3 separate regions of the Mus musculus genome follow, and all the other regions are linked to region 2. The links are chromatin contacts, called in public promoter capture Hi-C maps. All regions are on one chromosome and are shown on one strand. Each heading gives the region's core, a stretch centred on a gene start, on an enhancer-like site or on the middle of the called end of the contact. The rest is flanking DNA. Distances are from core to core; before and after follow the strand shown. Region 1 holds the start of Kcnip3 (Kv channel interacting protein 3, calsenilin). Region 2 overlaps Anapc1 (anaphase promoting complex subunit 1). Region 3 holds the start of Zfp661 (zinc finger protein 661).

Region 1 (4,847 bases), core at 1,771-4,270, 1.1 Mb before region 2:
GCCTGTTAGCTCTCCCTGCTCTGACTCTGGCACTGTCACATGGCTGCTCTGTGGCGTTCTAGGATGTGGGCTGATCACAGCTGACAGATGCACCTGTTCAAGGGAGGGGGAGAACATCAGTCAGCTGGGAGCTGGGGGGAGTCGTGAGTCACCCACGCTGTGCACACATCCTGCCTGGGGCAGGGCTGGTCAAGGCTGATGCTTTCCCCTTTTCCCTCCTTTGCTTTCCCTATGAAAGCCCTCACAGAAGCCATATCAGGGAGCTTGCAACATCCCCTGAGAATCCCAGTGAGGACCAGGGCGCTGAGGGAGCAGAGGGTGCCCCTCACGCCAGCCTGGTTTATCCAAACAGCTTCCACTTTGGGGGAAGATGTGACTAAGAGAAAGGGACTGGACTGAGTTGAGCTGAGTTGGTAGAATGCTTGTCTGGTGTGTGTGAAGCCCAGGGATTAAGCCCCAGCATGAAGTGGGTATGGTGGCAGACACCTGTAATCCCTCCCCTCAGGAGGCAGAGGCAGGGGATCAGAAGTTCAAGGTCATCCTATGGTCCCTAGCAAAGCCTGCTTGGGCTATGAGAAACAGAAAAGGAAGAGAATGGGGGGAGGGGGGGACGACTTCAGGTTCTTTCCTTTTCATGTCTGGATCCACAGCCAAGCAAGGGGAAGTAGGGGCTAATGCAGTCAGGGTCATGACTGGGGCAGAGTCCCTAGTGCCATTGAGTGACAGGCTAAGAAGGCACAAATAGTCTCCAGTCAAACCTCCTTGGCTGCCTGGTTAAAGGCACACCTCTGTCCCCTGGAGTCTGCGCCTATCACTCTCCACCGGACACCCTCACCTAGAGCTTGGTGTCTGTGCTGCAGAAGGCAAGACCGCTCAGATCCAGTCTCAACACTGCATGCAGTTCAGGACCCACCTCTGTTCCTCACCTATAGAGTAAGAACAACACCAAGTCCTGGGTGCGCTGCATGAGGATAACGGTTTAGGAGGGGAGGTCCTGTCTGTGCTCAGTTACCGCTTCTGCAAACAGGGCAAATTAAGGTCAGACTTGCAAGAAGCTGGGGAGGCTCCCAGAGCCAAACTGACCCAGTGTCCACTTTACCACCTCTGAATCTGGATGCTGCTGGCTCTCTCCTCCCAACACAGGGTTTGGCCAGGAGGCCTGGCATTGTGGTCAGTGCCCACTCTGCAGGGCCAAATGAAAGCTACTAAAGGGACGGCTAGGGTATGGTGAGAAGGCAGGGACAGAACTGGGTCAGCTAGTGACTGTGACAAGTGTGGCCATCTCCCAGCCTATGTTAGTTGCTGTCCGTCCTGCTACCTCCATAATCTCCTACTGGTAGGGGACAGTAGGGACTTTATCCAGCTCCACTGTCACTGTGGTGCTGGCTTCCATCTTGGGCCAAGCTACACATGGAAATCCAGGGGGCAGCCATAAGCCTAATGAGTTCCATGAGTGCCCAGGAGCCAATGGTGGGCACAGTGGAGGCCACAATGGCCAATAGAACAGCCAAGTGGACTATGGGACTCTGACCTCACACTCTGCTCATCTGGTAGGGGAGTAGTGGTTAAGGACCCAGGAAGAATTCTGGGAATTAGAGCCACCAGAGATGGGTAAAGGGAAGGGGGCTATGCTATCCCCTGCTGATGGACAGTGCCAGCTGTGTGCAGGTCTATGCACACATGGCTGTAGAACTCCCTGTATCTGTGGACACACAGAGTCACGTTGCTGGGCTCTGTGAGGGAGGGGTACAGTCATAGGGTATCTGTGTGTCCAATGTCTGTAGATGCACACAGCTTCACCTATCATCTGAGTGTGGATGTGAGTCTGGGACAGAGAGCTGTTTATGCTTCTGCTGTGCCAGTCCAGAGCTTTCTAGAGACAGGTGTGACAAGAGAGAAAGTACCTTTCAAGGTACCCTGCCCTTGTGCTCAAAGGGCTTTGTTCCATCTGCAGATCCTTCATGGTATTCTGGGAACTGGACCAGAGGACAGGGATAGTAACCTGGACTCTGGGGCAGAATGGCCTGAAATCAGTCTCCAGCCCTCTCTGGGCTGCTTGCCCTCATTGGGAGTGGGGCAGGAAGACATCTTTTGGGAAGAAAGACTGTAAGATGCCAGCCCAATATCTATTTTTTTTTTTAAATAAGACCTTGATTTCCTTATTTGGGGCATTCAACCGGACCTGGATCTGATCCTTTCTCCCCCTAAGCAAGATTACCCTGGACTTGTGTGCGGCATCCAGGTCAGACTTTCTGAGGGTCGGTGCTAAGCTGGAGCACACCTTTTGTTTTTTTTTTAATTTTTTTTTTGTCTCTCTTCTTCCCCTCACCTGGCTACTATTTCTTGAACTTTGTACCGGGTGCCTCTTTGCCTCCCCTCTCTCTCCATCCCCCAACAGCTCCACAGAGGCAGAGATGTTTGTGATTTTATTAGGGGTCTCATAGTGCTTTAAGAAGAAGGGGGGGTCTTCATTCATTCATTGATGGATTACTTGAAAGCTTTGCCCGTTGGCTTGCCCACACACATAAGACATCCTTTTCCATGCTCCTGTGTCTCACTAAGATCTATGAGGCTAGGGTCAGGGTCAGCTACCCCAGCCCCTGCCCCAAGGACCTAACTGAACAGGACCAGCCATGGAGCTAATTTCAAGCTTCTCTTCTGTCCACAGACACCCAGAGCCTCTTCCATCCAAAGGCCACGGGATTCCAGCCTCCCAGGCAGGAATGCTCTGAACAATTACTTTCCCTTATATGGATTAGCGAGAGTAGGGGCCAAGGACCACTGTGAAAATACTCTCTAGTCAAGACCAACATCAGAGCCCCACCTTCCCCAAGTCCAGGCAAGTCCTCAGCCCCTCAGCGCCTACCTTGGTCCTCTGCATCTCTGCTGCTGAAAGGGACCGTCACTAATCTTCCCGCTTTGCAGCCCGAGCAAGCCAGACTGCTTGGTCCGGCTGGCAGCTGCCTCATGTTTGCTTGGACCCAGACGCAATTGTCACTGGAGGTTTCTCTCCCGCCCCCTGCCCACTCCTTCCACCCTCCCTTCCTTCCGAGTCTTAGCTCCACCTCTCTTCCTCTGCCTCTTCCCTCCCCCTCTTATCTCCCCCCTCCTTCGCCTCCATCCTGACAACCTCCAGTTTCTCTTTTTCCTGTGCTCCTAGTCCTGGCCTCTCAGCCTATCTGGCCCCCAACCCCCCTTGCTTAGTTAGGCTCAGGGTCTGTCCCTGGTTCTCATCTCCCTCTAGTACAGGGTCTGTTCCTACCCTTCCCAGTCACAGGGATAGAAGGGAGGGTACTCCACCACCAGTCCCTGCGCAGGACAGAGAGGAGCCCTTGGGATTACGTCACTAAGGTAACACCTGGGGTCCTAACACCTCTTGTTGCTCTCCCCTATCTGTTAGTCACCTCTGTGCGACCCCTCATAGGCCTTGCTGTATGAAAACCTTCCAAGCTGGAGCGAGCACTTCACACTTTCCCAGTTTCACTGTCCTTTGACTTGAGGTTGGGACCAAATTCAGGCATTCAGAGCAACCACGGGACCTCCCCTAGATCTCCTGGCGTGGGACCTGGGGATGGAGAAGGGATCGAGGGTCCTGACCGTCCTCGGGAAGGCTCCTTCCTGCCCTGTGGGAGACAAGCTCTTGGGCATTTTCTAATGCCCAAGGGAATCCACCAGGAGCCAGGTACGGAGACCAGCGCCAAGTTTCCCTTTTTGGCGCCCGGAGGAGCCTGCCAGTGCCAGTAGTTCCCATGGAAACAGAGCCTGAGCCATCCCCTCTTTCCCAGAAAGCCCAGGAGCACTTGCTTGCCCTTCCTACCCTGTCCCACCCCCTTTTTATTGAGTCAGCCAATTAGCGGCAGCTGCTAGACCCTCCCCGGGCAAAACCCTGGGGCTGTTGATCCCGAGGCAGGAAAGCTGTCCCCAGAGGGGAGGGGACAGTTCTGCCATCTGCACAGCAGGACTTCACTCCGGGCAAGAGACTCTCCCACAGAGGGCTCTCTGGGAAAGAGGACGACAAGGGTCCCAGAGGCTCCGGGGTCAGTGCCAATCTTCCAAACTGACTTGGCATTAGGCAAATTCCCATAAGGCCTTGGAGTGGCATAGTGGGCTTAGAAGAAAAGGGTCATTATCCCAGTCTATGTTAATGATGGCAAAACTCAGGAAAGCTGAGTCTTTACCTATCCAACAAAGCAGTATATCCAGACTGTGTTCACTCAGAGCCAGTTCTGGAGGAACTCTCTACCCACCAGTTACATGTCCACGATTCAGGAATCAAGCCCTGTCCTTACTTGTGGCATTTTTTGAGAGGCAGGGTTGTCTGAGCACTCCACTCCAAGTCAGTGCCTCTTTCTAGAGAGCCACAAGTCTCTGCTTGGCTCCCTTGCTGAGATTCCACTCCTCTGATAGGAGCTCCTTGGGAGTAACAGGCTGTGGCAGAGCCAGCCTAGAACAGAACCCTTCCGTCCTGGGCCTACCAGGGAGCCAGCAACCTCCCCAGCCCTATCCAGCAGGCCCTCCTCATAAAACGTATGAATGGGCATCTGTGCCCTGCCAGGAGCCTCAAGTCACCTGACCCCCTTTCCTTGGGTCCTCTCAGACTTTCCCAGGGCCTGGGCATTGCTGGGGTCCTTCCAGGGTCTCTGGGAGATGGAGGAACGAAAAGGGCTGAAGCAGATCTCCTCAAGTGGACCTCAGCCTTGCTTTGCCACATGGGCACAGGCTGACTTCCCCTAAACTCTTGGAATTTGAGAAGATTGGGGGCCTGCTGACCCACAAAAAGGTTTAGGATGCTGAAGGAGGTCCAGTGTGGTTTGAAAACTGTTAGGGTGATGGATCTTGGCTGTGGC
Region 2 (4,550 bases), core at 1,419-3,918:
AAAGGTTTGGATTTCTTGCCTTATATGTTTAGTGTCATCTGTTAAAAACCAAGTTTTCCTCCTGACCCCAAGCTCCCAAATAAGAACCTGCATGCAACCATCTTCTTTCTGTGGATTTGCTCCTCCCCAGCCTAGAATCCTTACTGCCTATCAGATGTCCCACCTTCTATTTCCTGCTTCAGCTTCAGGCAAATCAGCTTTTAACTGACAGGTACTGCATCCATACAGTACACAGGAGCTTTTCTCTATACACACATGCACCCAAACACCAGAGAATCACTGGCATACCAAAGTAATGACATTGCTAAAGTCCAACTTTAGCAATATAATGAGTTTATTGGGGTCACTTGTAGGAATAGGGGTTTGTGTTGTTCCAGGAGCAGGAACGACTCAAAAAGCAGCTCTATCACCAAAGCCCACATCATCATGGGTAACAACTCTACACAACTTGCAGGCTGCTTGACTAGTCAGGGAATCTCCTCTCCCAGGCAGCCAGGCCTTCTCTGGGGAGCTCTGCTGGTAAGTCAATCTGTCCCATTCTGTCCTGTTCCCATACAGTTCCATTTCTACAACCTTGGGAAAGCACTTTGTGACTCTTAAGCTTCAGCTTCCTAAGACACGTGATGCTTATTTAGTGTCTTGGGGCTCCCCTCCCCTTCTTCCTGGAAGGATGTTTCAAGCAGAAGAAAATTACCATGTAACACTAGCTGCTGGCTTCTGTCCTTGTTTTAGGTACCCACCCTCCACCTATGAGGTGACCATGACACCATGACCCAACATGTCTTGAGTTCTTAAAACACGTGGTCTGCAGCCTCACAAGGCAGAGACTTGAGACATCATTAGCTACAGAGAAAAGCTAGCAGCTCAGCTAAACATTGGAGTATAAAAGAACAGGAATTAAGATCTGGCAGGTGCTTATAAATCTTACTAAATTTATTATGAAGTTCCTGTTTTAAAATTCTGATATGTTTCAAGAAAAAAAAAAGTCTTAAAAGTACACTCCAAAATATTCTAAAGGAAAAAGATTGCAGTATTAAAAGTTTACCAAAGAAGTGTTTTTAGCTAAAAAGACAAAAGCTTAAACAAGATGCTCTATATAATGTGACCAATAGTGATGACTAAGTCAATGGGAGAAACATCAAGAAAACACACAAAAGCCCATGTGATTGCAAAGGTGCTTGGCTGCTTTCAACATGTTCAGAAGCTCTGCCAACGCTAAGACCTTCCAGTTCACATTGAGTTGTTTCTGATTCTCTTGGACTCAGAATCCATGCAGGCAGCAGCAGACCAGAGCAGGGTTGGGTGTAGCAGATAGGGTAGAGTCCAGAATGTTGAGAACTATGATGGAGTAGTGTAGATGAAGTTTGGCATCTGAGCTCAGTTTTCCTTCACTCCCACGTTAGACCAAGAGAGAGAAGGACAGACGTCAGTACCCTTTGGGGAAAGAATCTGAGCACACCGCTCCATTGTCTGTCTGCTGGACAGTACCTACACTCAAAGCAGCTGCCCCTTGTGTCTCCATTCCACATGTATCAGAGGTGAAGCAACGTCCTGGGCAATCAGCCTTCCCTTGTAGTCACAAGTGCCACTTTTGATACTAGAACACTTCAGGTGTTTCTCGGGCTCTTCCCTTGACGTGGTTCCCAGGAGGCTGGCTGCTGTGCATGGTAAGACTGGTTCCCACAGCATGGTTTGGAGACTAGTAAATAGTTTATCTGAAGATCCTAACATGGTTGACTCAAGAGCACTAGAATCTCTTCTTGGTGTCCGTCCAGCGGACAAAAAGGCCCATCAATGCTGTTTCCACTGAATTCAGTCCTCTCTTTCAAGTCCTCCCATGGCAGCCATTAACAATTGAGAGTGAAAAATAACTTGGACAGTGGGTTCAATATTGATACAAATTGAATGTTCATCACCAACTGCCATTTAATTGCAATCCCTAATCTAAAAGTGAAGGAAAGCACATTTTGCCCTCAAGGTCAGCCACAAATTACCTTGCTGCAGGCAGGCAGGCAGGCAGATGGACATTACCAAATCCCAACGCAGCAATTTCTATTGGCTTTTTCAGAAACAAGCGGGAAGTTAACGAGTAGGCATTCTGCAGTTCCTACTTGTTTACAGTCACACTGGTCTGAGAGAAAGCTGTGAGCACAGGTTGAAATGGAGTGAAAGGAGTGTTGTTCCTGTTACATGGGGCATCATGAGCTGTCCTGAAACTCAGAATGCAAAAGCACTTTCCAGACCTTTAGTTCAGATAGACTGATTTCCGTATTTCTTAACACTCCTCTGTGGCGGTAATTCTGTATTTTCAGTATTTTGAGCAGGTGTCATGCACAGCCTGCACAGGCTGCAAACACCAAGTACCACAGACAAGCATCAGGAGTTTATCGCTTAATACTTCTAGGTGCTAAAGCTCAAGACTGTCTGACTGGTTCCTCACAAGGGAATCTTCTTAGTTTGTGAGCAGTTGTGCTATGAGTTCTCACATGGTACAGAGAGAAAATCATCTCTTTTTCCTCTTCTGAGCAGGACATCGATTCTACCAAATAGACTCCCCCTTAGAGTGCCCTTTAACCTCGATTACCTCCAAAGAGCTGCAGCCTACACAGCTGCACCAAGGTCAGGGCTTGGGCACAGTCCAGTACTCCATGCTGAGCAATTCTTCATTCAGTAGAAAACTGCTGGCAGTAACGCTGTCTGTCATCCATCCACCACGGGAAGCACAGACTCATTGTAGAGAAGATAACTGTTACGTAACAGACAACACACAAACGCTCCCGGAGAGCACAAAGTCCATTTTCACAATGTGGCTTTTTAAGCCTTGCACTTCTGAGTACAGAACCTGAACCACTAAAGTTATAAGGCTTAAAAACTCAGCCTGTCCATCTATTCTCTGAAGTCCAAAGCAATCAATAGTTTTGAAAACAAACCAAAAATCTTTATTTACAAAATGTGAGTTTTAACTGATGTTTTATACATCATATGACACGTGGACAGCACCAGCGTTATCTGTCTTATTTTCAACATGAATTTTAAGCACAGTGAGGCGTATGCAACTGAGTTCCATTGGTTACAAAACAGAAATGCTGCCTTCACTTTGCTGCCATCAGGATTCTGTGCCGCAGTCATTTCTAGGGTGGGTTTCCCTCGGCAGAGGTGGTCACATGACCATCGGCTGTGGGTTCCCAAGCAGCACAGGAGCCAGTCTTAGCAAAGCCCGGACGGGCATCTTCAGGTGTCGGAACCTGTAGAGGAGTTCAGCAAAGCTTGTGCTCCCTAAAGAGACAGAGATGCAGAAGGTGACATCACTACACAGCCGCAGCCACACAGCCCTCCCAAGCTCTGCACACCACACCTGAGCCAGAAAGCCTTCCTTCTACACAAAAGCACCCCAGTGGCAAACCTTGAATTTTTAATTTCCTAAAACAATTAAAGAATTTAAATGTATCCATTCTGTACTTTAGAAATTAACCACTGTGAAAACTTATCTGTGTACATTAAATTCAATTAACTTCAATTACTATAAGTGATTTTGAAAACTGATTTTAATACTTGATTTTTGATCTGTGAGTTCAATCTTTTACAAACAAACAACCTCAACAGACTAAAGACTGAGAGTTAATCTACTGTCTCTTGTTCTTGGTCCCACAGTTTACAAATACTCACTGGAGTGAGGCCTGGATATCTGGGATTTTAGACAATACCCAAGCGATTGTCTACCGAGATCTAGACCCACAGGCACATCGCCAAAGAGTCTCTCAAGCTTCCTCCTCCTTTCCTCCCCACCCCACAGTCCCAGCAGCACGGGTTATACACCTTCCTGTTTCTCTGCACGTGGGCTGCTGCTTTTGTTTTACTTTTTCTTTTTCTCATTCTGCAGTGTTTACTTTCTTATTTGATTAAGAACAGGGTGGGGAGCAAAGAAAGAAAATAGAGGGGGTAAAAGGTAGATAAGAATCTTGCCCCACCAGAAGCCAGGGAGAGACAGCTATTTGGTTTGCAGCAAAGTACGAATGGCAAAGTGTGAACAAGTAGGGATGCAGGAGCACCGTGAGGCAGCACAAATCTAAGCAGCTTAGGCCAGGGGCTGCACTAGCATGGCAGCGTGTGGGCCTGGAGACAGTAGCTGCTGTTACTGTTGTTTATTGTTGTTATTTTTTCCTGAGACAGGGTCCTGTGTGGGCCAAGACCAGCTCCCACCTCACTCTGTAGCCAGAGATGGCCTTGAACTTCTTCCCCTCCAAGGAATTTGATTTCCAAATGCTTAAATTATAGGTGTGGACTACTATGCCCTGGGGAGTGGGTGGGGCTGTTTTTATTGTATGCCACATATTGAATTTCACCTACTTTTCATTGCTGGGTACTTCCATGTTCTTTAGCTACTGGGCTTAGATCTGGGTAGAGTTAGATTTCAACAAAACATGCCTGCAGTTACGATCATAGATCACAACTTATGTTGATCCTTTGAGATTTATAAGATGTGACCACAACATGGTATAGTCCAGAGGTAATTTACTTCCTATGACTGAGGCCATACCCTCCTAAATTCT
Region 3 (4,413 bases), core at 1,420-3,919, 1.0 Mb before region 2:
AGACTGATCATATCACAGCTGAGCATTGAGTGTGTAACTAGGCACATCCCGGTCGGCTTTCTCTTGCTCTAAGGAAACACTGGATGAAAGCAACTCAGGGAAGAACAGGTTCATATGGGTCGCAGATTACAGCACATTACCAAGAGAAGCCTTGGCTGGAACCTGGGGCAGAAACTGAAACAGAGACTGTGTAGGGACACTGTTTACTGGCTTGCTCAGCTACTTACACAGCCCAGGCCTACCTTCCCGGGGTGACACTATCCGCAGTGGGCTAGGTCTTCCTATATCGACTGGCAATTCAGAAGATGTCCCACACAAATATGCTAACAGGCCGACGGAGGCAACTCAGTGGAGATTCTCTCTTCCCAAGTGTGCCTAAGTTTGTATTTAGTCAACAAAAACTACGACAGATATGATCTGGTATGAAAAGATGACATCCTTCTTTGTGAACATGAATTTTAAAACGTTGGGACAATATGCAGGAGATGAGTCAAAAAGCTAGGAGAAGGTTCTGTGTAGTCACAGGGCCCAGAGGAGCAGAGTCCTGGAAGACAGAACCAATGGATGTGGTGGCGGCTCCATTAGTGCTGAAGTGCTGGAGCTCACCGGTGCTTCCCGAGGAGAGAAGTGAGCTCCGGTTGCAGCTTTACTTATTCTTGGATTTCCAGAAGACTCTTACCCTCTTCAACCTCCCTTTGCTTAAGTTAGCTAACTGGATCTCACTCTCTCACAATGAAGAGTCTAACTAAAGACTGATGGGGTGTGGCGGTGTGTGCTTGCAATCTCAGCACTGCCTTAGCCCAGGCCGGAAGAGGTCAAGGGAGAAATGCAGCAGCTTTCTCTGCACATCTGGGACCTACAGTTTTGATGTGTGTGTGTGTGTGTGTGTGTGTGTGTGTGTGTGTGCTCGAAACTTCACAGGCTGGGAGGACCTGGAGTCTTGAATAGATAGAGGCAGATCGTTATCACATCAAGAACTACTACTGAAATTAGATAGGAGAAAGTCACTTGTGAGCAACACCGTAGAGAACATGAAACCGGAGAAACCAGCAGAGGTCAGAGTACATCAAAAGGTGCTTTGGGCAAGGGGTGATTTCAGCATAGCTGTGTCCTCATTAGTTAAGTTCTTTAGGAAGATCACTGGGACAAGTAGCAAGAGCCTTCAAACACAGACATTCTTAGGTTGGCCAATTCTCTTCGAGAATTTATTTAAGAAGTATAAGAGAATAGTTACAACGGCTTTAATTAACCATCACTAACACGTTATCTTTATTGAAAGTTATCTGCCAGCCAGCTTCCTAAGCACATTACACATATCCTATTTAATCTTTAGGTAATGCAACCAAAATCTGGACTCTCCTAAGCATCTATGACAGACAACTTGATTAAATAATCTATTGTCCAGCGGCTAGACACACTTGGAGCACTACGGAACTCCACCATAACTAGCGTTGAGTGCTTGCTCTCATGAGGCACTATGCTGAGTGCTTTCTATAAAGATAATTTAGTTCCATCGTCATACATCAATAAGAGAGGCACTATTTCACAGCAATTAAGAGAGTCAGGCTTTGTAAAAGGCTGAGGTGGAACTGGGAAAAGTCTGCCTGGAAGCTTTTAATTCTGTTATAATTTACTTTCATTGAAAGATAGCCATAAAGTTAAGCAGATCTTTACCTGCAACACATCCCAGCATCCCGGGAAGCTTGATTCGCGTGACTGAAATTTCACGGAAAACAGAACTATGGTGATATACACCCGTAATGCTAGCACTTGGAAGGCTAAGGCTTAACACAACGCCAGGTTAAGCTACAAAATAAGATCGTATCTCAAATGTAAAAAGAACACTAGGGAAAAGATCACTAGTAAATTGCCAACAACTTCAATGGAGTAACAGACAACTGGCCATCCCACGGACTTCTAGACATCTGACACTTACTGGTGGTTGGAACGAAGTTGTGCTAGTTCGATTTAACGGTGGTCAGAATGTCAACCTCTAGAATTGTTTCTCAAAATTTTGTTTATGTTGACCTCATTTGAGACGCACAAAATATCGTGCTTGGTGGGTCTTACTCTGATACTGTGGGTCTTGTCTGGCCGCAGTATAGTCCCTTCACCCTTATTTCCCACTATTCCTTAACAGTGCACTCCAGTCAATATCATCTTAAAATTGCCTAAAGCCATTTGCGATTTCCTTTGGGGTTTTCTTCACCTCAAATCCGGTATCGTCCAGGAACACCCTATGCTCACACCAGGACATTCCGGTGCAGGCTCAGGGCGAGAAGCTGAAGCAAAGGGAGACGTTTTCTAGGGGACTTGGGAGAGAATGGAGTGGATGCTCCCAGATTTAGCGTCGGTACCATCCACATCCACGTAGCACCCATCATGGAAAGAAGGAACGAAAGGAAGACCGGGATCTCCAACTTGAAAGTACAGGATTCTGACACACAGTGGACATACCCTACGAGGACACTGTCCCCACGGAACCGACACACACCAGAAGGGAAGACTCTCTGTCCACACAGGCCACGCCCACTAACCCTCCCCCAAGTGCCCAGTGTCCCCGTGTCTCCTCCGCCACCGCGTCCACTCGGCTTCTTGAACACCTAGACCCGCAACCCTCACCTTTGGCAAGAGTACTGGGAACCTGCGAACACTCACCGCCTCGTGTCGGGAAGGCAGTGCGCCTGCGCGAAGATCTTCGGCCTCTGAGCTCCAATCATAGTGTTGCCTTTGCATGAACTACACTTCCCAGAAGCATCAATAGCCGGCGCGCCGTGAGATGACGGGTAAAATCCTGCACAAGGTTGCACTCCAGGTCTGTGGTGCTGAAACGGATAGGACCAGGCTCTGACCCTAAACAGCACAAGTTCGATTTCTAGTTCGTTTCCGGTTTGCCAGTGTACCTATTTTTTCTGAAAGCCAGGGTTCCCGTTCTTTCAGTAGACTATCCCAGATGCATGAGCCCAGAAACATACCTGTCGCAGTCTTCCATCAAGAATTCGTGGTGTAGGTTTAATCCCAGATTTGGTAGCATGTCGGAGAATTTACACCCAACTCTGTAGCTGTAATCCTGAATGAGGGTGACCTTCTACCTACTGCTTCAGAGGATACCAGCCAAACAACAGACTTTAAACGTTGTAGCTCAGTCCATTCCCCACCCCACCCCCCTCTCTCTGTGTCCTGAACTCACTATGTAAACCAGGATGGCTTCAAACTTGGAGATCCACCTGTCTCTGCCTCCAAAGACCTGGGCTTTAAGGTGTGCATCACCCCACCTGGCCTCTTTGTATCTCAAAAGCTCAAAAAGGCTACAAAACTTCAAAAAGGAAGCAAAACTTCTAGGGAAAATTCTCAATTTGTGAGGCAAAAAAAAAAAAAAAAAAAAAAAAAAAAAAGGCAACCTTCATTTGGTACTATGAGATCTGGATTTGCCCCCTCTCTGAACCAAAAGACAGGTTTTGGCTTTTCTGGAATTAACTGGATACTGCAGAATATGAATTACAATATTTAAAGAAATAGCCAGGCCAGTCATGAGAAATTAAATGAGGGTCCCAAGCCCATACCATTTGTAATTGAGGGATTAAGGAACACTCTTTTGATAGGCTTAAGAAAGCTCCAGCACTGGGACTTCCAAAGGGATGGGCTGTTTCAACTATACATTACCAAAAAGCAGGGCTGATACCCATTCTCATCTGGCCATTGGGTGGTCACAAATGGTCATACCATACCTGTCTGAACAACTGGATCCTGAAACCCAAGATGACCCCAGTATCTCCAGGGACTGACAATGACTCTTTGATCTCCCATTACTATCTGTACACCCTTCCTAAAACCTTGATCTCTTTGGCTATCAATTAAACCTCTCCAATATCAGTTTTTCTTAAATAGAACCTAGAATTGGTAAAGAAGTAAATTTTTCTACTGAGTAAATACCTACCTTCTGGATGTTACATGTTCATGCTGCTTTCTGGAAGGAAAGTGATTTGCTGAACTCCAAGAGCAGTCCCATCAAATATTGACCACAGGTTTTGTCTCTCGTGCATGGCATCCAGAAACTCTCCAGTGTTGCTATGTCGGCTACAGGGGGCACTAAATGGGTGGCTTGTCAGTAGAGGGAATAAATCATATCACTAGGCTGCCAAGGTCTCAGCACTGCTGTCTAATTTTTGTTGATCCCTTTCGCCTCTGTCAGTCTCATGGATCTCTTGTAAGCCTCGGTCTGCCCCTAAGGCAGTGAAAAGGGCAGCTGTGAAAGGGTTCTTCTGCAATTCTGAAGGATGGCTGCATACAGAAATCCTCAACTATGTTCCCAGAGAGCTTGTAAAAGAGCCCTGTGATACTTTGGTTGGACAAGGTCAGGAGAAACATACAATCACCTCTTCTCAGGAAAATGATTCTTCCAGTCTGCTCCTG

Evidence for each region. Promoter capture Hi-C pulls out the DNA fragments that hold promoters and counts their contacts.
Region 1: a contact with region 2 is called in a promoter capture Hi-C map of liver, with 2.1 times the contacts expected there. The contact joins the promoter of Kcnip3 here to the enhancer-like site in region 2. A contact is called at or near these places in 8 of 39 promoter capture datasets (the 3T3-L1 cell line, cranial neural crest, frontonasal cranial neural crest and 5 more).
Region 3: a promoter capture Hi-C map of liver shows a contact between it and region 2, with 2.2 times the contacts expected there. The contact joins the promoter of Zfp661 here to the enhancer-like site in region 2. A contact is called at or near these places in 8 of 39 promoter capture datasets (the 3T3-L1 cell line, 3T3-L1-derived adipocytes, the C10 cell line and 3 more), 7 of 115 datasets of contacts at active chromatin or transcription factors (the 230-238 cell line, astrocytes, embryonic stem cells and 3 more) and 1 of 9 other capture datasets (macrophages).

Annotation. Positions count from the first base shown.
Region 1 is chr2:127,518,372-127,523,218 of GRCm38.p6, forward strand. Kcnip3 (Kv channel interacting protein 3, calsenilin) reads right to left here and starts at 3,021. Exons shown (of 9, transcript NM_019789.4): 1 at 2,867-3,021. The coding sequence starts at 2,881. The region is part of intron 2 of Gm35478 (a long non-coding RNA gene); the gene reads left to right.
Region 2 is chr2:128,609,788-128,614,337 of GRCm38.p6, forward strand. Anapc1 (anaphase promoting complex subunit 1) reads right to left here. Exons shown (of 48, transcript NM_008569.2): 48 at 296-3,276. The coding sequence ends at 3,161. Among named protein-coding and RNA genes, the nearest start is that of Gm39929, 6.7 kb to the left of the region's middle. Within about 2 kb of position 2,669, at least 14 of the 459 cell types and tissues checked have an H3K27ac peak or open chromatin away from gene starts, as enhancers often do. A contact at or near this core is called in hepatocytes and liver, where this site is marked.
Region 3 is chr2:127,582,008-127,586,420 of GRCm38.p6, forward strand. It overlaps Zfp661 (zinc finger protein 661), which reads right to left and starts at 2,670. Exons shown (of 5, transcript NM_001111029.1): 1 at 2,623-2,670.